Linked DNA regions of Mus musculus: all the other regions are linked to region 4. The links are chromatin contacts, called in public ChIA-PET, Hi-C and HiChIP or PLAC-seq maps. All regions are on one chromosome and are shown on one strand. Each heading gives the region's core, a stretch centred on a gene start, on an enhancer-like site or on the middle of the called end of the contact. The rest is flanking DNA. Distances are from core to core; before and after follow the strand shown.

Region 1 (2,700 bases), core at 113-2,612, 690 kb before region 4:
CACACCACCACCACCACCACCTCAGTCTCCTTCAGTGTCTGCCTACCCTCCATCATCTTCAGTTTTTCCTGCAACCTTTGATCTCAAGCTGTCCTCTGAAGTCTGTGTCTGTCCGACCTGACAGATGAGGCTAAGCCTGGCCCTCTTGCAAGCTGGCCTGTGCCAGAGTTGTCTAGGCAATGTTTGTTGCTTTTTAATGATAAGTATAACTTCTGGGGAGTGCTAATTTTAAAAACTTTTTAAAGGTCAATGCCATACTTCTGTTGAGCCAGCTCACCTGGAGATTGGCTTTAGTGATGGGATTCTCTGCTTTGGCTCTGCTATGCTGTTCTCAAGCCCACACACTGGACCTTCTTGGTCCAGTTGTCCATGTTTCCATAGTTGACCAAATTGTTTACCCTAATTCCCCCACAGTTAAGAAAATTCTGTGACATTGTCAAGAAAGCCATTGTCCATTTAAAAGGTCATTCATCTTTTTAAAGGTCTCGTTCATCTCATTCATCTTTTTCTCTCATTCATCTTCCATTGGTATTTTCTGCCTGTGTTCACTGTCTGCGCAACAGCGTGGCTGTTCAGCGCTCTCCATATGGACCTTTGATCCCTCCCAGATTGCAGATTTCTGGAGACCAAAGCCAGAGAGCTTGGTACCACTCCTGAGGTGAAGGGCAGAACGGGCGCAGCCTGTCTGAGGACTCTCGAGAGGGTTCTGCCAAGCACATGGCTCTCTACTTTTCTCCTCTGTTATTTCCAGAAAGTCTCACAAACTCCTTCCATCTCAATTCGGGCCTTCTTCAACAAGCAGAGACAGATTTAAGGTGAGGGACTTCTCCGGCTGGCCCTGCAGCCGGGGTCTGAAAGTGACGTGTCAGGCAGGGGTTGGGGCGTGGTTGGCCTCCACCCTCGGCTGGAAAAGGACATTTTTTTTTTTCAAGGAGAAGGTCTTGTCTCTGTGTCTACCTCATCGCAATCCTCTTTGTCTGGTTTCTTCCTCCTACCCAGTCTCCTTTGCCTGCCTTCCCCTTTCCCTGACTGACTTCCAGGCTACCCCTCCCCCAGCCTGTCTTCGTGCCTTCCTCCTTACACTCGCCTGATCCTCTGTGCGTCTGGTCGGTTTCTGTTCCCTCTTGTTCTTTTTCTTTCACTTTCCGCCGCCCACCCGTCATTTTTAACAGTGTCATCATGACTTACAGTGTGGGAACATGGAACTCAGCGTCTCCCACATTACACAGCCATCTCCGGATTCCATGTGACCAGCACTCTTGCCCTTCGCTATGAGGGCAGAATTGATGCCCCACCACTTCCCAGCTGCCAAGGCCCAACTCTCTCTGAGTCTCTGCTTCCTGCTCACTGCAGAGGAGGGCAAGGCTAGAGCGGGAGGATGGGGCAGCTGCTCGTACAACTGCGAGCGGAGGTTTCTAGTACTGACATATATGACTATCTTCATAATCGACAGAGCTCAGCTGAAACATCCAAGTCAAACGAATAGCAGGGTCTCAGTCATACACAGAAAGCACTCTTCCCTTTTTCTTCCCTCAGCCCCACACATGCAGGCTTGTGCAATCAGTTCTTATATAAAGATCTGCTTGAAGTCAGGCCTGGGGTTTCTCGGAGGCATTATACCCCCCTTTCAAAGGTCAGGGTTCACTCAGAGCAGCTAGAGTAACCTGGATGTTAAGAGTTGGGAGGGGAGGCACCTCGAGGTTTCCGGGAATAGGACCTTCTTAGACTCTGTTTCACAATGCAAAGAATGGTTTGTATGTCTCACATGCAAACCAGATTTGTTGATCTGAGTGGCAATGTCCCTTTGCAACTGTGACCAAGGATGGAAATTAAGCCTGTCTCTGTCTCAGAGGCTGGGCTTCTGCCAAGCACTCCGTTTACTGCTGGTTTGCTACCTTAACCCTTGGCAGCAGCCCGGGGCTCTGCTTGCAGCCAGCACCCAGCCAACACAGTGAAAGTGATCTTTGCATTGAGCTGTCTGCCTACAGGTCTCTACAGGCATCTCCTGCCCTGGCCTGTCTGCAGAGCCAGAGAGGCTGGCTGACAGGAAAGTGAGCCAAGGCTCCTGGCAACGTTCCAAGTCCCAGAAAGGAACTGCACCTAATCCAGCATCCTCTTCCTTTTTTTTTTTTTTTTTTTTTTTTTTCAGGTGCAAGTGGTTAAAATTCACAGTCATGGTTCCACTGAGTGGAGAAGCTTCACTCCCAACACAGCAGGGCCGGTCCGGCGCTGGGGCCCAGTTAAAGGTGATTAAGCTGTTTAGAACAGAACGGATGCTCAAAAAAGGGGCCTCCAGCCACGTTCCTCTCTGTTCTGCTGTAGGATGCTGGACACAAAGGCCCTCGGCAGCTGCCACCCCTCAGTCTCGAACTTGCCTAGAACCCTGAGCAGAGACATAGTCGGTTCACTATCCGGTACCGACCGGTTCTGGTATTCTGTGACAGTGGTAAGCGAAACGAAGCCACCTCCCATGGGCGCACCCTCCCACGACACCTGCAAGAGAGCAGCCACAAAGCATGAGGCTGCTGGTCCGTAAAGACCTCGAAGTGGCCTCAGAGGCCCAGTTCGGGTACTGAGAAAGTATTGATGTTTATGGACTATGCAAAGATGGTCTGAAGAAAAGGGAAAATACAGCAGAGATCTTCCTACATAGGAATGCAGTTTCAAAACACAATTTGAAAAGAACTATTTCTAGGGGCT
Region 2 (2,700 bases), core at 25-2,524, 740 kb before region 4:
GTGTGAGGACAGAAAGGGCTTTGGGCTGTCTGGAGCTGGAATTATGAGCAGTTGCAAGTCACCACATAGGTGCTGGCAAGGGAACCCTGGTCCTCTGCAAGAGCAGACCAGCTCTCCAGCCCTACAAGTTCTTTTTATTTAATTTTAGCTTTCAATTTTCAGTTAGCTGTGACTCGGCTTATGTTTTCTTTTGCTTGGTGGAGTGAGGTGGTCTCATGTAGCCTAGGCTAGCCTTGTCCTGCGTAGTTCAGGCTGCCCCTAAACTCTTTTTAAGAACTGTAATCACAGGTATGAGCCACCATGCTTAGCTCTATCTCTTTATCTTCATAATCTCTATTGTTTCCTTAAATACATTTTCCTACTTCTTTAATTATTTTCACATTTTTAAAAATTTCATTGTATTAAAAAATAGTTCTGTAAAAGTCCCTATCTAGCTTGCTCAAGTCCAGTGTGTGTGATTTTACAGTTGTCAGCCTATTTCCTTATTTCCTTGCTTGGGTTATAATTTGTATGGTCATCTGACAATTTCAAAAGATTCTTTAAATGCCTAGAATAGTACATCTCTCTGTTCTCTCTCGTGTGTGTGTGTGTGTGTGTGTGTGTGTGTGTCCACGCGCGTATGTGCTTGCTTGTGTTGCATGACTAAAGTATGCAAACAACCAGTGTATAAGCTGGCTTTCCTTTTTATATGAAGATAAAGTCACCACAGACATGAGTGCAGTTCTGTTCCGTGTCTGTTTCTTCTAGATTACCATTGATGTGTTGGGGCCTTTATACCAGTTCAGTTTCTTATTTCTAGATTTTCCTATTCAATTTTTTTGACTAACTTGTTTGCTATTGCTGTTGTCTTCTAGTAGCTATGAAGTTTTAAAACTTTTTTTCACTGAGTAAGCTTGATGTCTGACCAGATAAATCCTAGGACAGACAAATGACAGTTTTCTGAGAAAGAACTCAGCCCCATTCTGGCCCTTCCTCTAGTGACAATGCTGCCATGATCCCAGGCCGAGGACGCACATGGCCCACTGGGAAGCTTTGGCCTGAGGTGGAATCTCAGAAAGCTAAAGTGGGATGACGTCTCTGGAAACAGATGTTCCCTGAGCTGTTGCAAGAGCAAGTTAATTTTAAGAAACACTGGTTAGTGTTTTAGTTTTCTTCTCTTGTGTGAAGAACCCTGACAGAAGCGTCGTTTGGGAAGGAGGAAGGCTTCTGACTCGCAGTCTAGGGTTCAGTGCTTCATGGTGGGAAAGTGAAGGCAGCTGATTGCATCACATCCACAGTCAGGAATAGAGCCGTGAGCTCCTGCTGCTGCTCCTACCTCAGTTAGAGCAATGAACCCAAACCCCACAGGCATGCCCAGAGGCCAGTCTCCATGGTGACGGCCCATTCTAACCACAGCAGTGTTCTCCTTGCTTGGTGGAGAGGTCATGTGATAGGCCGACACTCCATTACTGAAGAAGGCATCTCTACTACCTCTAAGGCTTGATGAATGGATTTTGTAGAAATTTGGAGAAAACGATAAAGATGAAGTGTTTCCTAGAGTTTTTTTTGTTCTTGTTTGACTGGAGTGAGGAGTTATTTTAAGACAGTGTCTGACTGTAACCCTGACCAGCCCATAAGTTGCTGTGTGTTGGCATTGAGCTCTGTCTCTGGAATTGAAGGTGTACATGCCTGGCTGCTATCTCTGTTAATGATTTCTAAAGTGCAAAACGTTCCACTGAGTACTCGACCTTAAGGATAAGAGTCGGGCTGGAGAGGTGGCTCAGCAGTTAAGAGCACTGGCTGCTCTTCCAGAGGTCCTGAGTTCAATTCCCAGCAACCACATGGTGGCTCACAACCATCTGTAATGGGATCTGATGCTGTCTTCTGGTGTGTCTGAAGACAGTGACAGTGTACCCACATACATGAAGTAAATAACTAAATCTTTAAAAAAAAAAAAAAAAGGAAAAGGAAAAGAATAAGAGTCTGTCATGTTAGATGCCCAGGGATTGCCTTCTCTACCAACCTGCAGCTTATAGCTAATGCCCCTACCCTGGACAGTCTGAAAGAATAACCCTGTAGCATGGAGCATGGCCGTGGTTAAAATAGAGAGGCTTCAAGCCATGCAGGACTGGGATCTCAGGCTTGGAAAGCAAGTTTCAGGACAGAGCAGGCCAGCTGTTCCCAAGCTGTGGTTCACAATCCTATGGGGGGGGGGGGGGTCACATATCAGATAGCCTGCATATCAGATATTTATATTACTATTCATAACAGTAGCAAAATTACAGTTATGAACTAGCAATGAAATGATTAAATAGTTAGGGGTCACCACAACATGAGGAACTATACTAAAGGGTTGCAGCATTAGGAAGGTTGGGAAACACTTGGGCACTTATGTCTCATTTCTGGATCTTCTTCATCTAAAAAACTCTGATTGTAGTATTTTGTTACTGTGGAGATGAAATGCGCCTGCTTCACTGTAATGTCTCAGAATGCTTGGTGTGGAAAAGAGGTACAGATGCTATCTAATCAGCTGTGCACTGGGCAAGTTGAGTTACCTTAGATCATACTATTGTTGCAAATTAATGTTTGTCAGGCTTTCTGTATTTCTGGCGAGTGGAATACGTGTGATGAGTTGTTCATGACACGAGGCTGTGTGTGCGCTGCTGTATTTGTAGTGTCTACCACAAGCAGCGTAAGCCTGTGCTTCCGTTTCCTCTTTCT
Region 3 (2,700 bases), core at 127-2,626, 730 kb before region 4:
ACAGAATTACAAGTGTAATAATTTCAATGAGACAAAACACACTTTAAGCCAGATGTGAGGATGTATTTGGATGTATGTGTGTCATTTAATCATAGTCTCAATTAAGACTCTGCTGCTTTGGAGATTAAGTGTTCCTGGCTGTAATAATGACAGCTTCAAATCTAATTATTATTTCTTGATGTCGTCGGGAATATTGAGAGGGGCCTGCAGAGTATTTTAGCCAGCCCACTCACATTTCCCTCCATAAGGGATGAAAGGCTTGGGCCCCCGCTCACCTCCCCTAGAGACTTGACTGTAAAGTCCTCAGCATTGTTTAAACCTCTCTGTTATTTTTATTGAATACATCTTGTAATTGTGTGTATTCTTAAGCTAATTTAAATATGAACCTGGTTCTGAAAAGCATGTGATGCACAATTTGACATGCATGAGTTTATCTGCAGTCACGTGTGCTGTGACAGTTTGAAGCCTACATTAGGTTACTGTTGGTAAAGCCTGACAGTGCGCCTGTGTAACACGCTTTCTTTGACTGTGTGCCATGAGCACTTACTTGAATTAATAAAGTATCAAAGGAAGTTGAAGGAGACTGTTAATTACTTTTGATTCTCTCTGTAATTGTTTCTGTAACAACTACTGTTCCCTTTTATTTAATAGTGCTTTAAAAGTTAGGAGTGAAAAGAGTTAGCCTTTGTTACCACATACTGCATTGTTCAGTCTACATTTTAGGAATTATCTATCTTATTATTATGTCATAATAATTAATCATAGGTAACATTTCCCAGCTTATCAGATTGAGGAGAGGACTCCAGTGTTGGATTTCTCTTAGAGACAGTGCTTTGTGTTAGGAGTTGGGATTGCAGTCACACTTGCCTGTTCTGCTGTGCCCTGTACACTGGCCCTTAGCTGGGGTTTGCTATCCACTAATTTCTAACAAGTGCTGTTACTCCAGGTTCCCATGAATGCTGAAGTGTGATTATCTCTTTCTTCATTAAAGAATAATTCAAGCTCTGTTATGAGTTTGAAGCTTGAGGCCATCTGGATTTCTCCTTGGTTTTCATCGTCTTTTGAAATGGAGTTTTCAAAGTTTACATTGGATGTGCTGTGCAATTAACTGCTTTAACTTTATACCTGCTAGGGTGTCTCTCACTCTTAGAACTTTACCTTATGTAACTTGTTAGGGTTTGGGGGGTTTTTTGTTTGTTTTTAGTGGGGTTTTTTTTCCTCTATTTTTGTTCTTGTTGGTGAGTTTGTGGGTTTGGTTTGCTTGCATCTAGTGGCCCAGCCCTGCTCATGGTAGGCAAGTGCTTTTATCACTGAGCTGTGTATGACCCAAGCCCTGAGTGAAGCTTTGTGTTCTGGCTTCCTGGTATTTCCTCACAACACCCAGTTTGCGGTTCTGCTCTCGTTTACTACGGTATTACAGTCACTTGCGTGCTATCCATCTATCCATGAGTTAGCATGAGGATGCCCTTCTAAGTACAGGACAAGTCTTTACTGAGCAGTCCTGATACAGGACACTTGGGATCGTAGTTGAGCTAAGCTCCTACTTGAACATTTCTCCCTGTTCTTCACTCACACTTTTGTTGCAAATGCTCTTTTAAGCTATTTTTTAAAAAGAGGAAACATCACTGCCCTCTGCAGTTCTCCTTATGCCAATCATTATGATGTCCCTACCATTATGAATGGAATGGAAGTAGCTATGGTTTACTATAGAGTCTTTCATTGGCATAGGAAAAAACTCATTGCTAGCAAGGAGATCTGGTGACCTAGCAATTGTCGAGGTTTTTAATTTGGGAAAGTATAATTTGTGAAGAATTGAGTTTTATTATTTTTGAAGATTTTTAATTTAAAACATAGTTATTCTAATGTCTGAGTGATGTTACACCTTCAGGAGACTACTGCTAGGAAATTCTGCCCAGCCTTTAATAAGTCAGCCCCTGTCATCATTAGGTTATGCCTAAGCAGTCTTAAGTAGAAGTCTCTCTAAAACACTGTTCTTTCTTTCCTTTGAAGTAAAGCGGTTTCTAAGTTTTGTTGTCCTGAGCATTATTGTTGTACGACAGAATTTTTCCTGGGAAGACACAACACACAGGTATATTCACTCCAGATAGGGATTTATAGCAGAGTGAAGTATAGACACCACCAAAGTCCAAGTTTATGAACCAGTAGGTTTATTGGGGTTTCTTACAGAAGTGTGGCTGAGGGGCTACTCACTGGAGCAGAAATGGCTCAAAGACAGCTACATCACCAATGCCTTCCCAGCATGAATGGCAGGTCACAAAAGCTAGGAACCTGGGACACCCTGTACAGCCTGCAGACAGCTCAACTGATTGCAGAGTGTCCTTTCCAAGTTCTTCAGTTGGTCTAAACCCCTTTCAGGTAGCTGGTCTGGTCTCAGAGTCATCTTTGCCCCTCAGCTTGTCTGATTGTCTTTGTAGCTCAGCTTCCCTTCAATGGGACTCTTAGCTTTTATTCTTTACAGTGGCAAGAGAGGCCTAGTGAATCTGGTCAGTTTCAGGGACTTCCTGAAGCTATTTTGAATTGTCTTTCTTCCTGCTTGAGCGTCTCTGCAGGGTAGAGTGTTTTGCCCTTATCTGTACACAGCCATGTGTGTTTGTAATGTAGTCACTTTTGGAGAAGTTAGGTCATTGTGTCCATAATTCTATAAGAATGATAACCACCAGCTAGTTCTTTATCACATCA
Region 4 (2,700 bases), core at 178-2,677:
CATCCATGAGCAGGTAGACTTGGGCTGTAGAACAAATGAGTTATGTTGACCTGTAAGCAAAAACAAATCCTTTCCTCCCTGTGTTTGTTTTCTTAGTCAGAGTTTTTTTTTTTTTTTTTAATCACAGCAACAGGGACAATGATAATAATGATAATAATAATAATGAGCTGCTGCTACACTTGTCAGTCTTTCTAGCATAAGTAGTCAAACTCAAGTTTCTCTTGCTAAAAAGGATGCCCTTGTAAACTACAAACAAACTGCATCTCTATGTGCCTTCTGAGGGGGAAGACGTCGGACAGGTAGAAATGAAATGTTAGCCTTCAGGGACTGAATCCTGGCTCTCTTTTCTTCTCCACCCCTACTATTTGTGAAACTGAGCAAAACAAAGTTCCAGTTTATCTCAACTGTAAAACTGGGACAATAACAGTTTTCAAATCAACATTTAAGGAGGCATCAACGCTTATCTGGGGATTCTCTGAGTCAAGTGTCCTTGGGATTATCTTTATGACGCACTGCACACAGAGATGGCAGGAGCTAGACCTCCTGGCAGCCCCTGGCGACTGGGTTCAGTAGTGCTAGCCTGCAACATGAGCCTTAATAGTTAGAAACCAACAGTGAGAATTCTCTTATAATGCAGACTTTTACTGATGGCCCTATCTTTCCCATGGCAAGTAGGAAGGCAAGGACACATTATACACATTGAAAATTGGGGCTACAATGCCTCTTCTGGGTGGTCTACAAAGGAGGCCCATGGATAGAGAAGTGTAGTCAGTCAGTCTTCATGATGGGTTTGAGATCAGGCAGGAGGTATCTTGTCTCTTTACAACTCAGGAACAGTGTTGCTCAAAATACAAAACCCGAAGCAGAAGGGAGGAGCCATAGGGTCAGACAAGGACCCTAGGTTACCATAAGTTCTCTCACCTCGCTCCCCATCAGTCAGTAAATCTCCAACAAGGGATCATCCATTGTCTTGGCAACACCTCTGAAGAACCTCTTCAGCCTGGAGGCCGAGCAGTCCGTGTCCATCAAGGGTTAAGGGAGGAAGCTGTACTTCCTTCACGATCACCTTGAAGCATTTCTTCTTCCATATACAGAGTGGCTGGTGGCAGGCAGGCGGACGGGCGGGTTGGGGAAAGCCGGCCTAGGTCAGGGAAGAGGCAAAGTTTTCCTTCCTGGGCGCGAAGGAGGGGAGGCGGCGTAGCGCGGGGCTGCGGGAGGCCGGTCGCCGAGCGGCGTGGCGCGGCGTCGCCAGCGTGCTCCTCCGTGCGCCCGGGCGCGGCTGGTGCTCCTGCAGAGGGAGCTGTGCGCCCGTTCCGGCGCCCGCGCGGCGACTCCGCTCCCTCTTGTCGCCGCTTGGGCCCGCCCGCCGGGGAGGGGCTCCCGGCCTTGCCGACAGCGTCTTCCTGCTTGGCGCACTGCCCCACCGTGAGTCCGCCCGTGCACGCCGGCTGTCCGCTCGCCCGCTCGCACGCCGCCCTCCGCCGCAGTCCGCGCCCAGCCTCGCCCGCACTTCCCCCCTTCAGCCCGCGCCCGGATCCGGCCATGCTGTCCTTCCAGTACCCCGACGTGTACCGCGACGAGACCTCCGTGAGTACCCCGCTCTCACCGCGCCCCCCGACCCGCGCCTCCCGCAGCTCGGTTCCCGCAGCCCCCGCTCGCCCCGCGCCGCTCCCCGGCCTTTGTTTGCGGAGCCGCCCGGGTCGCGGGGCTCCTCCCAGCCTGAACCTAGCGGGCGGCCTCGGCCCACGTGTCCACGCCCGTGGTCAACGCCGCTCGGCCCCAAGGACAGACCCCCCGGGCAGGCATGGGCATCTGGGGCCAGTGGGCAGCCAGAACGTACCCCTGTGCTTCTAAGAGGAGAAGCAGTCTGGCTTAAATATGGTGGTAGCACCAAGTGTATGCTGGTGTGTGTGCGTGGGAAAAATGATGTAAGATTTGAAAACAAAAGCAAACTTTGAGAACTTGGAATTTGCAAGTCCTTAGAGTTGAAGCTCATTCATTGCGCTTTAAGGCTGTGCTGTCCCGAATCGGGTGCCTGACGTTGGCTGCTGGGATGCAAATAAGGGAGGCAGTGTTGGGGAAGGAGCAGTGGGCCCACAGTGTGCTGGGGCCAGTCAGGTTCGCTTAAGAAAGGAAGTTAAGACGGGGTGGCCTTTTGCAAGGAAAGTTTTCCCCGCTGGGAGTTAACTGTTTACCTAAGCTGCAGGTGAACTGCAGGTAACTTGAGACCCAGGTAGTGAAATTCAGAAGTGTGTGTGTGTGTGTGTGTGTGTGTGTGTGTGTGTGTAAAAAGTAGTTTGGGACTTAAGTGGATTGAATCCAAACATTAGGACCCCAATTCCTGTAGTCACAACCTGGTTTCTCAGGTTACTTAAAATAGAATCAAAGTAAAAATATTTTTGTATAATACCATTCTATTTTTTTTCCTGTTTACTTTGATCTGGTTCATGACAGAAAATGTACTCTGAACTCAGCACATCACACATGGAGGTAAAGTCTCAGTGTTAAAGACCTTCTCCTTTTCAAGTGAACGTCCAAGTATCTGTGCTGCATTAATGGGTGACCCCTGGGAACCATGTTCTCAGTTGGTTTAACTGCTTGCTCATTGAATTCATCTTCAAGGGGACTGGTTAACTCCCAGACAACCTGAATGCTGTTGTTGGTGGCCCTCACTACCTGGGTGACATTGGGCAAGTCTTA
Region 5 (2,759 bases), core at 139-2,638, 780 kb before region 4:
GATGCATTCATGTTAGATTCTGCATGTAAGGAAGAAATGTGGTTTTTCTTCTTCTAAGATTGTGTGACCTTGCTTAATAATATATATTCTAAGTCCATCCATCTTCCTGCAAAATTTGTGATTTCATTTTTCTTTAGAGCTGAACAGTATTCCATATATATATATATATATTATATATGTATACATATATAATTTTATATATACACCAATTTTCCTTGTCCATTTGTCTGTTGATGGGATTGAGGTTGATTTCAGTTCCTTTCTCTCGTGAATAAAGCAATAATAAAGATGAGGGTGAAAACACTTCTATGCTAGGGTATACTCAGAACTGAAATAGGAGATCACATGATAATTCTATTCAAAAGTTTTTTGAGAAATCGTCAAACTGAGTTTCATGACAGCTGCAGTGTTTTGTGGCCCACTAATCGTGGTTGAGGTTCCTTTCCCTGCACATCCTCTCCAACATTTGTTGTCACGTTTATTGATGACCGATAGCCATTGGTGAGACGCTCTGAGAGTAGTTTTAGTCTGCATTCCCTGGAGAGATGGCTCAGTGGTGAAGAGCACTGGCTGCTGTTCCAGAGGTCCTGAGTTCAGTTCCCAGCAACCACATGGTGACTCACAACCATCTGAAATGGGATCTGATGCTCTCTTCTGGTGTGTCTGAAGATAGCTACAGTGTACTTAAATTCATTAAATAAATAAATCTGAAAAAAAAAAACCCACATTGTTTTTTTTAAAGTTATTGGCCATTGTGTTTCTTTTTTTTTTTTTAACAGTGAATATTCAAGTTTATTTACCCACTTGCTAATTGGCAGTGTTATTTCTTTGGTGTTTCATTTCTGCAGTTCTTTGTAAGTTTGGATATTGACTGAGTGTAGCTGGTAGCCCCCATTCTGTGGGCTGTCTGTGGCTACAGCGTTCTTTGCTGTACAGACTTCTCACTTCCCTGTGGCCCCACCTGCTGATACTTGAGGTTGGCTCCTGTGTTGTTATGTTCTGTTCAGAAAGTTCTTCCTATCCCAGTAGTTTAAAAGGTGTTTTCTTTCAAGTTGTAGTGTTTCAAGTTTTAAATTAAGGTCCTTAGTCTGTTTTGTATTGATTTTTATACAAGGTGAAAGGTAAGACTAATTTCATTCTGCTGCAGGTACAGCCAGGAGGGCCAGCACTGTTTGCTGGAGAGGCTGTCCGTTTTCCAGTATGTTTTTGCCTACTTTGTCAAAAATTCAGTGGATACATAGCTTTGTCATTTTATTTCTGGATCTTCTTTTCTATTGCTCTTCCTGTGTGTTTTTATTCCTGCACCAGGCTGTCTTTATGACTATACCCTGTAGTATAACTTGAGATTCCTATGTGTGGGTGGGGTATGTTTGTGCTTGTGTGCACATCTGCCATGCAGCCACGTGGAGATCAGGACAGCCAGTTTTTCTCTTCCCATCATGTAGCTCTCAGTAGTCTAAGTCAAGTCATTAGACTGCGCAGCAAGTGCCTTTCCCCACCAAGACATCTCTCCAGCCCATAACCACATAAATTTATTCATTTTACTTATTTTAAATTTATCTTACTTTGATTTTTAATGTGTATTTGTTTCAGTGTGTATCTGTGTGAATTTATGATATGTTTGTGGGTGCCCAAAGAAGCCAGAACTGGGAATTGGATATTCTGGAACTGGAATTACAGGTGCTTCTGCGGAATCCTAGCTGGGTGCTAGAGAGACCTCAGGCCTTCTGAAGCTCAGCGGGCATTCTGAACTGCTGATCCATCTCTCCAGCCTGGACATTTATTCTAAAGATCAGCTGCTAACCTAGTCAGGAAGTAATGAGGGCTTCCTGTTTTCAGCAAGTTAATTTGAGTGATTTGTACATTCAGAAATTTTTCTTTTGAGTGTAGAATTTAAGCATGCTTGAATTTGAAGTCTCACTGTGGTACTGAATGAAATTTACATATGTATATCACTAGCTTAGAATACTTGTATATATTTAATAAAAGTCAAGGCACTGCTAAGTACCAGGGTCCTTATTCTAAGTTGACTAGTGGCCAGTAGTTTGACATAAGGCAGGTCTTTTCCCACCTAAGGCAGTTTGCTTATGTGTGGATGGCCAACAGCTGACTGATCTTTAACTATGGATTAACTGATGCCAATCCCAAAGGGTTTGTCCTGGGTGGGGAGAAAGGATAAAAGCAAGCTCCTTGATGTACCTCGGTGTTAATAATTGATGTCCTGCTGGAGAGATGGCTCAGCCATTGGAATACTTTTGGCTTTTGCAACAAGTTCAGTTCCTAGCATCTGCATGGTGGCTCAGAACCTTTTGTAACTCCAGTTCAGGGGGATCTGACACCCTGTTCTGGATCTTCAGGGCATCAGAAATGCATGTGTTGCCCACACATACATGTAGACAAAACATTCATAAACATAAAATAATAACTCTAAAAAGAATTTTAAATTGATATCCACCTAGGCCCATAATTTTGGAGGGCACCATGCAATTATTTAGGATTTTTCTTATACATTATACTAAATTATGAATTAACTGCCCAACACTGTCTTGGTTGTATATTGACCCTTAATACTCAGGTAGAACCTCCTTGGGTTGCCCTGTGCATTATCAGCAGTGTGTGTTTCATCATGTACACAGGTGACATGGAGTATGAGCATGATAGCCTGGGCTATCCCAGAGCTCATGCACATTGTCCTTCCCTGATCCTGAGACTTTCCTCATGTGCAGAGCGAGCTAGCAGCGCTACCCTGTGGAGTAAGG
Region 6 (2,700 bases), core at 132-2,631, 740 kb after region 4:
TAGAGGGGTTTTCCCATTCTCTGTTTTGTCCGTACCTGGGGTTCCTCCCAGTTGGGGAATTGGCCATGACACATACTGAAGAAGCCATATTGGTTTGATGTGTAAGAATGAACCTGAAACTACCCAGGAAAAAAGGCAAGTGAGCACTCTAGCCAGTGATCTGGGAATATGGTAGAGCCAGAATGAGTGTAGATGCTGCTGTGCCAACTAGTAGGTGTTGGGGTGAGGAGGAAGTCAGGGAATTTGTAGAAAGATGTAATTTATATGTCAGCCACTCCCAAGCTGCTCTCCTTTATGTAAATCACCAATCCCCAGCAAGTGCTTGGCTTTTCTGCCAACTTTTTATTTATCTGTTTGTTTATTTGGTGTTGGGAGTTGACTCCAGAGCCTTGTGCATGCTGAGCACATGGTCTGCCACTTAGCCACACTTGTCATCTCTTGCCAGAGGCTTCTCAGCCAGGTGTTTGAACCTGAGCTCTGGGCTGACACCAGAGTTGCTTGCTTCAGGCGCTGTTGATCTTCTCTCAGGACGTGACTTTGCAGTGCTTTTGGAGCCGAGGTTTGATGGGCAAGACCTCCCTAGCCTTGGCTCTCTGCTTCTGGACCTTATTTACCGGCCTCTCTGACCTTGCAGAAGTCAAACATCTGTCGTTCCTAATTTCTTTCTCTGGTCAGTCTCCCTGGCCTTTCCCGTGCCTTGGATGTTCCGCTCTGGAGAGCATTCTGTACATATTGATGAGCAGTATGTGGGAATTTGAGGGCAAAGTCAATGGAGCCTGTGTATCTGCACATAAAAGCTTACATCCTGGTACCACTTACTTGCCAGCAACCCAAGCCCGGTTCTGATTAATAACAGCTATGATTGTAACCAGATTCGCAGCATGTGGCCCAGAGGAAACAAAGACTGTGAAGCCAATTTCCACACAGGCTTCGAGACTGTCAGCGTGAAGCACTGACTGGGGGCTTCTGTGCGGTTTCAATTAGAGTTCTCTCTTTTCTATGCCCTCTTTCCTCTCCCCAGAGATTAAATACCAGTTTCAGCTTTGCTCTCTCCGTGTTATTGGGCTCTTGGGTGCTGCCTGCGTTTATCCCACCGTGTGCAGTGAGAGTTGAGGGTCTTTATTGTTATTTCCCCCCCTCTGTTGAGGTTTGGATAATGATTAACAGTTGGTCAGACAGGTCGTTCAAGGGGCACAGTTTGCTTCAATTCTACTACAGACCCGCATGTGGCCTGGCTTCTCAGTCCAAGCAATGTCCCTCGCTGGAGAAACGGACTCTGCCTGAGGATTTCTGTCTTGAACTGATAAGGTTGTGGGAGGACACAATGGGATTTCTTCTTAGGCTCCCAGCATCCAACAGTGCAGCATCCATGCGGACTTCCGTTGTCCTGCCAGAATTCCAGGAAACTAGGCAGAATGGAAAGTTCCAGGGCCTCCATGTGCCCCTCCCACAAGTACCCTGTGGACTAACACTGTATGCCTCTGCTCCGGCATACACGAAGGTGTAATTAAGTCTCTGGTGATTACTATTGAGAATGAATAGCACCGGAAGTGCAAAATAAAGCCGTATTCCTTGGTCTGAGGGAGAAGCAAGGATCAGTGTCAGCATTTTTTCCTCCCACAATGGTGAAACAGGTATGTCAGAGTTACCTTTTTTTTCCCCTTCTATGTGAATTTTGCGTGAGCAGAAAGACTTTCCAATATAAAGTCATTTACTAAACTGAGAGGAAAATTCTTAGATAGATGTCTATGTTTTGCCTGGTGGCTGACATGCAAGGATTATTTTGACAGAAAGTAAATAGCAAGGCAGTATGAGAGACTTGAGAAGAAAAAAAAATGGTTCAGCTCATGTGTTATTTAGTGAACAGGCCCAATCAATTTAACTTCCACTGCCAGAGGAGGGAGTTATGTGGCTGTATTGGGCAAGGCTCACAAATTATAATCAAGAAGTAAATAATATTGAAACCTTACAAATTGAATTTTTATTAAGAAATTCATCTCTGGTTACCTCAGGGTTTATAAAATTTTTTAGTACTTGTGGAAGAAGGCAGTATATCTCAATGTACAATACCAGATTGATTGGGGTGAGTAATTTTAACTTTTTAGGGTCAGAAATATACCTCACCTTTTAAAACAGGCTTAATGGGAAGGAAGCTGACAAATGTGCTATAAAAGACAGTCTATGCCTTCTTACATTGCCTTTTATCCACATTACCACTCCTGCTGTGGGTCCCATGTACTTTACAAATTGGGATTAATGGCTTTTTTTTTTGCATGAGAGTTTCAAGGTCACAATTTCATAAATCGTGCAAATAAACAAATCCTCTCTATCATCGACTCTGTGTACTTAACATTTTTATATTTATTACTTTCTGCATTTATAAGATACTGGAACTGCTATTAATAATTTGTATTTCCTGTACAGGCATATAGCTTAGCTCGAAAATGTGAGTGGAAACTTTAACACCACATTTTTCAAGGATGACCAAGTGGAGATGTTTTCTGTTCATGCACGGCTCATTGCCATAGTTTCTTCAGTTAAAGCAGAAATAACAGCAACTGACCTTTGAGAGTATTATATGAAAGGCATTTTGCATGTAGATTGTTATTTCAGAAAGCTATATATATCAATATATTATTGATAGCATGTTATAGTGAGAAGAATTCTAGGCCAAGTTTCAGGTCTTGCTATGTTATTAAT
Region 7 (2,700 bases), core at 138-2,637, 630 kb before region 4:
CCCGAGACATGTGGAAGAAAGTTAGGTGACCTTGCTATTAATCTTCAGGTTAGGTTATTGATAGTAGGTTATGTGTTACTGGATGACAAAGGTTTACATAGAAGTTGCTGATGTTCCATACTTCCTTAACCTGTATGGGTGGGAACTTGAACTCAGGGTCACTGTGCTGATACTGATGGGAGAGGGGAGGGCAGAGGCCACCCTTCTTCCTGAGTACCTCCTGCACTGGTTGGGGGTTCTCTAACAGGGCCAGGGGAACTCTTTGTTTCATTGCTGTTCATGATTCCTGGGAACTGCAAGGTGGGACACTCTTTGTTTCTTCCTTTCTTCCTTTCTTCCTTTCTTTGTTTCTTCATTTCTTTGTTTGTTTCCTTCTCTTCCTTCCTTCCTTCCTTCCTTCCTTCCTTCCTTCCTTCCTTCCTTCCTTCCTTCCTTCCTTCCTTCCTTTCTTCTCCTCCCTCCCTCCCTGCCTCCCTCCTTCCCCCCTCTCTCTTTCTTTCTTTCTTTCTTTCTTTCTTTCTTTCTTTCTTTCTTTCTTTCTTTCTTTCTTTCTTTCTTTCTTCCTTTCCACAGAATCATGGACTCTTCCTCAGAGTTAGGCAGGCTTTTCTAGTTTGTTAGGTCATACATACTTTGTTTCTAAAGAGTCTCAGGAGGTTAAGGAAACTAAAGTTCTCCACCAAAGTCTTGAACATGTCTTGGTTTAGGTCCTCGGCTGCACATAAAATTGACAGATGCTTGGACTGTTGGCATAGAGGGGCTTGCTGGGATATCTTGGGATGAGCTTGTGTTTTTAAGTGGGGTGACTCTTCCTTAATTCCTACAAGTCGGAAAACTCTGTCCCTGCCTGAGGAGAACCCCAGTGTCTTATAAACCTCAGAGATAGTTAGTCTCAGTCTAAATCAATGGTTCTCAGCCTTCCTAATGCTGCAACATTTTAATGAAGTTCCTCATGTTGTAGTGACCCCCAACCATACAATTATTTTGTTGCTACTTCATAGCTCTAATTTTGTTGTTATGAGTTGTAATGTATCTGATGCGCGACCTCCAGGATGGGGTCACTGGTTTAAACTCTTCTGCTGTGATCTTATTTGTTCCCCACCCATAGTGGAGAGCAGCTGGTTTCCTTTGTCCACAGGTGAGTTTTCCTGATGCCCAAAGATGGGGCGTTTTCCTATCATTTCACGAAAACACATTTTGTAAGCACACTGAAGAATCTCTTACCAAAATTACCCGATGGTGCTTATCTGCCACTTCCTCTTTCTTTCTCGATAGGGCAGAGGAAAAACTCAAAGATGACTATGTCACACTTGTGCTGAATAACACCTTCTATCTTAAACACAGAGAGAGGGAAATGTGTACAGGGCCAATCCTGACTCAGCACTTGGCAAGCCTGGAAGGAGCCAACTAGGAGAAGGTTCGTTAAGTTTATAGTATTCTGAGAAGCTGGGCCACAGCAGAGAAGATTTGCATAAATCTGGTTAAAAATAACCTTCTGGAATCTTGCTGCAGTTTTCGTCTGAATCACACCGATTAGGGCTGTATTGAAATTAAAATCACTTCTCGCTTATTTAAGCTGTCAGCACTACTTTGAACACTTGGACTTTGGGGTCTTTGAGGTCTTGAAAAGGGATGTGGTGGGAGGCTTCTCCATGGTCTCAGAAACTCAGGATCATCACACAGCTGGAAGTGGATTTTAAGAGGTAGCTAATTCCAAGAATGGTCTAGCTGAAGGCAATGAAATCAATGTATTATGGGAAAAGTGCTCCACCTTTGCGGACTGGCTCATGGAGCGCCTTGAAACCTTCCTCTCATTGAGCATCTTTTAGCTGCCCCTCTGCCCTCCTCTCTGGACAACCTCCCTGGAGGCCTGGTTTTGTTAGAAAGCCTTCTCCATGTGCATCCTATTGTTTTTCCTCCCTCTGACCTGGCCCTTTCTCATTATCTTTTTTTTTTTTTATTCTTTTTCCTTTTGGGGGGAAAGGGGGAGACAGGCTCTCACTATATAACCCTGATTTGCTTGGAATTCCTTATGTAGAGCAGGATGGCCCTGAACTAAAAGAGATATGCCTGCCTCTGCTTAAAAGTATGTGCTACCACACTTGGTACACACACACACACACACACACACACACACACACACACAGAGAGAGAGAGAGAGAGAGAGAGAGAGAGAGAATAACATCATTTACATCAGTTTATGAGAACAAAATTATTTCATTTCCCCCAATGAAAGGCCATCAAGAATTGTGCTCATAAACTTCTATGATGCACCACGTATAGTCTCTATATTGTAATATGATAGGGAATATTTCTGTATAGCTTTTATGTAATTAAGGAAATTTAAAAAAGAATTAGTGACTTCTTGAGACTTGCTTTGCCCACTGAGGACTATGTAAATCTAACAGTCCAAACTCTGGCAGAGGCGCTTAGGCTCCTGGTGGGTGTTACTGTCCCACTCAACTCTATGCATAGTTGTTCCTGAGATGGGCAACTCTAAAGAAAACAAGACCTCATCTACCAAAGAATGATGATTTATGTTAGCAATTGTTACACCCTAGATATTAAGGAGGTTTTAAATATATATATTACCACAATGGTTCTGTAGAACTCGGGCATCTAATCAGCACCACTTGGCACATTAGGATAATAGGGTTCTGCTTTTCTTAACTGCACAGTTATATGTTGGCAGCATTTCAA

What was found. Hi-C and Micro-C count contacts between places; a contact is called where the count stands out from the background. ChIA-PET counts read pairs in DNA pulled down with a chosen protein or histone mark. HiChIP or PLAC-seq counts read pairs in DNA pulled down with a chosen protein or histone mark.
Region 1: an H3K4me3 HiChIP or PLAC-seq map of bone marrow-derived macrophages shows a contact between it and region 4, with 5 times the contacts expected there. The contact joins the enhancer-like site here to the promoter of Prep in region 4. A contact is called at or near these places in 1 of 39 promoter capture datasets (embryonic stem cells), 1 of 484 Hi-C or Micro-C datasets (bone marrow-derived macrophages) and 15 of 115 datasets of contacts at active chromatin or transcription factors (SST interneurons, bone marrow-derived macrophages, craniofacial prominence and 7 more).
Region 2: an H3K4me3 HiChIP or PLAC-seq map of bone marrow-derived macrophages shows a contact between it and region 4, with 5 times the contacts expected there. The contact joins the enhancer-like site here to the promoter of Prep in region 4. A contact is called at or near these places in 1 of 15 datasets of contacts at CTCF or cohesin (large pre-B cells), 7 of 484 Hi-C or Micro-C datasets (B cells, CD8 T cells, bone marrow-derived macrophages and 3 more), 16 of 115 datasets of contacts at active chromatin or transcription factors (the 230-238 cell line, the SCID.adh cell line, bone marrow-derived macrophages and 10 more) and 2 of 9 other capture datasets (adipose tissue and embryonic stem cells).
Region 3: a Hi-C map of bone marrow-derived macrophages shows a contact between it and region 4, with 15 read pairs. The contact joins the enhancer-like site here to the promoter of Prep in region 4. A contact is called at or near these places in 1 of 15 datasets of contacts at CTCF or cohesin (large pre-B cells), 3 of 484 Hi-C or Micro-C datasets (CD8 T cells, bone marrow-derived macrophages and pre-pro-B cells), 14 of 115 datasets of contacts at active chromatin or transcription factors (the SCID.adh cell line, bone marrow-derived macrophages, craniofacial prominence and 10 more) and 2 of 9 other capture datasets (embryonic stem cells and liver).
Region 5: a contact with region 4 is called in an RNA polymerase II ChIA-PET map of memory CD8 T cells, with 7 times the contacts expected there. The contact joins the enhancer-like site here to the promoter of Prep in region 4. A contact is called at or near these places in 17 of 39 promoter capture datasets (the 3T3-L1 cell line, 3T3-L1-derived adipocytes, the C10 cell line and 12 more), 1 of 15 datasets of contacts at CTCF or cohesin (large pre-B cells), 6 of 484 Hi-C or Micro-C datasets (bone marrow-derived macrophages, common lymphoid progenitors, female germline stem cells and 3 more), 20 of 115 datasets of contacts at active chromatin or transcription factors (the 230-238 cell line, the NIH/3T3 cell line, SST interneurons and 14 more) and 3 of 9 other capture datasets (adipose tissue, embryonic stem cells and liver).
Region 6: a contact with region 4 is called in an H3K4me3 HiChIP or PLAC-seq map of embryonic limb bud, with 4 times the contacts expected there. The contact joins the promoter of D030045P18Rik here to the promoter of Prep in region 4. A contact is called at or near these places in 3 of 484 Hi-C or Micro-C datasets (the C2C12 cell line and embryonic stem cells), 4 of 115 datasets of contacts at active chromatin or transcription factors (embryonic limb bud, large pre-B cells, pro-B cells and 1 more) and 1 of 9 other capture datasets (embryonic stem cells).
Region 7: a contact with region 4 is called in an H3K4me3 HiChIP or PLAC-seq map of bone marrow-derived macrophages, with 5 times the contacts expected there. The contact joins the enhancer-like site here to the promoter of Prep in region 4. A contact is called at or near these places in 1 of 484 Hi-C or Micro-C datasets (bone marrow-derived macrophages), 13 of 115 datasets of contacts at active chromatin or transcription factors (bone marrow-derived macrophages, effector CD8 T cells, embryonic forebrain and 6 more) and 1 of 9 other capture datasets (embryonic stem cells).

What each region holds. Positions count from the first base shown.
Region 1 is chr10:44,379,594-44,382,293 of GRCm38.p6, forward strand. No RefSeq gene overlaps it. Among named protein-coding and RNA genes, the nearest start is that of Mir1929, 21 kb to the left of the region's middle. Within about 2 kb of position 1,363, at least 189 of the 459 cell types and tissues checked have an H3K27ac peak or open chromatin away from gene starts, as enhancers often do. A contact at or near this core is called in SST interneurons, bone marrow-derived macrophages, craniofacial prominence and 1 more, where this site is marked.
Region 2 is chr10:44,324,622-44,327,321 of GRCm38.p6, forward strand. The region is part of intron 6 of Atg5 (autophagy related 5); the gene reads left to right. Among named protein-coding and RNA genes, the nearest start is that of Mir1929, 34 kb to the right of the region's middle. Within about 2 kb of position 1,275, at least 41 of the 459 cell types and tissues checked have an H3K27ac peak or open chromatin away from gene starts, as enhancers often do. A contact at or near this core is called in the SCID.adh cell line and bone marrow-derived macrophages, where this site is marked.
Region 3 is chr10:44,340,670-44,343,369 of GRCm38.p6, forward strand. All of the region lies in intron 6 of Atg5 (autophagy related 5), which reads left to right. Among named protein-coding and RNA genes, the nearest start is that of Mir1929, 18 kb to the right of the region's middle. Within about 2 kb of position 1,377, at least 23 of the 459 cell types and tissues checked have an H3K27ac peak or open chromatin away from gene starts, as enhancers often do. A contact at or near this core is called in CD8 T cells and bone marrow-derived macrophages, where this site is marked.
Region 4 is chr10:45,065,789-45,068,488 of GRCm38.p6, forward strand. Prep (prolyl endopeptidase) reads left to right here and starts at 1,428. Exons shown (of 15, transcript NM_011156.3): 1 at 1,428-1,587. The coding sequence starts at 1,543. It also overlaps 2310075K07Rik.
Region 5 is chr10:44,281,598-44,284,356 of GRCm38.p6, forward strand. The region is part of intron 1 of Atg5 (autophagy related 5); the gene reads left to right. Among named protein-coding and RNA genes, the nearest start is that of Atg5, 15 kb to the left of the region's middle. Within about 2 kb of position 1,389, at least 7 of the 459 cell types and tissues checked have an H3K27ac peak or open chromatin away from gene starts, as enhancers often do. A contact at or near this core is called in liver and memory CD8 T cells, where this site is marked.
Region 6 is chr10:45,806,323-45,809,022 of GRCm38.p6, forward strand. D030045P18Rik (RIKEN cDNA D030045P18 gene) reads left to right here and starts at 1,382. Exons shown (of 3, transcript NR_040624.1): 1 at 1,382-1,634.
Region 7 is chr10:44,433,499-44,436,198 of GRCm38.p6, forward strand. No RefSeq gene overlaps it. Among named protein-coding and RNA genes, the nearest start is that of Gm35028, 6.9 kb to the left of the region's middle. Within about 2 kb of position 1,388, at least 38 of the 459 cell types and tissues checked have an H3K27ac peak or open chromatin away from gene starts, as enhancers often do. A contact at or near this core is called in bone marrow-derived macrophages and embryonic stem cells, where this site is marked.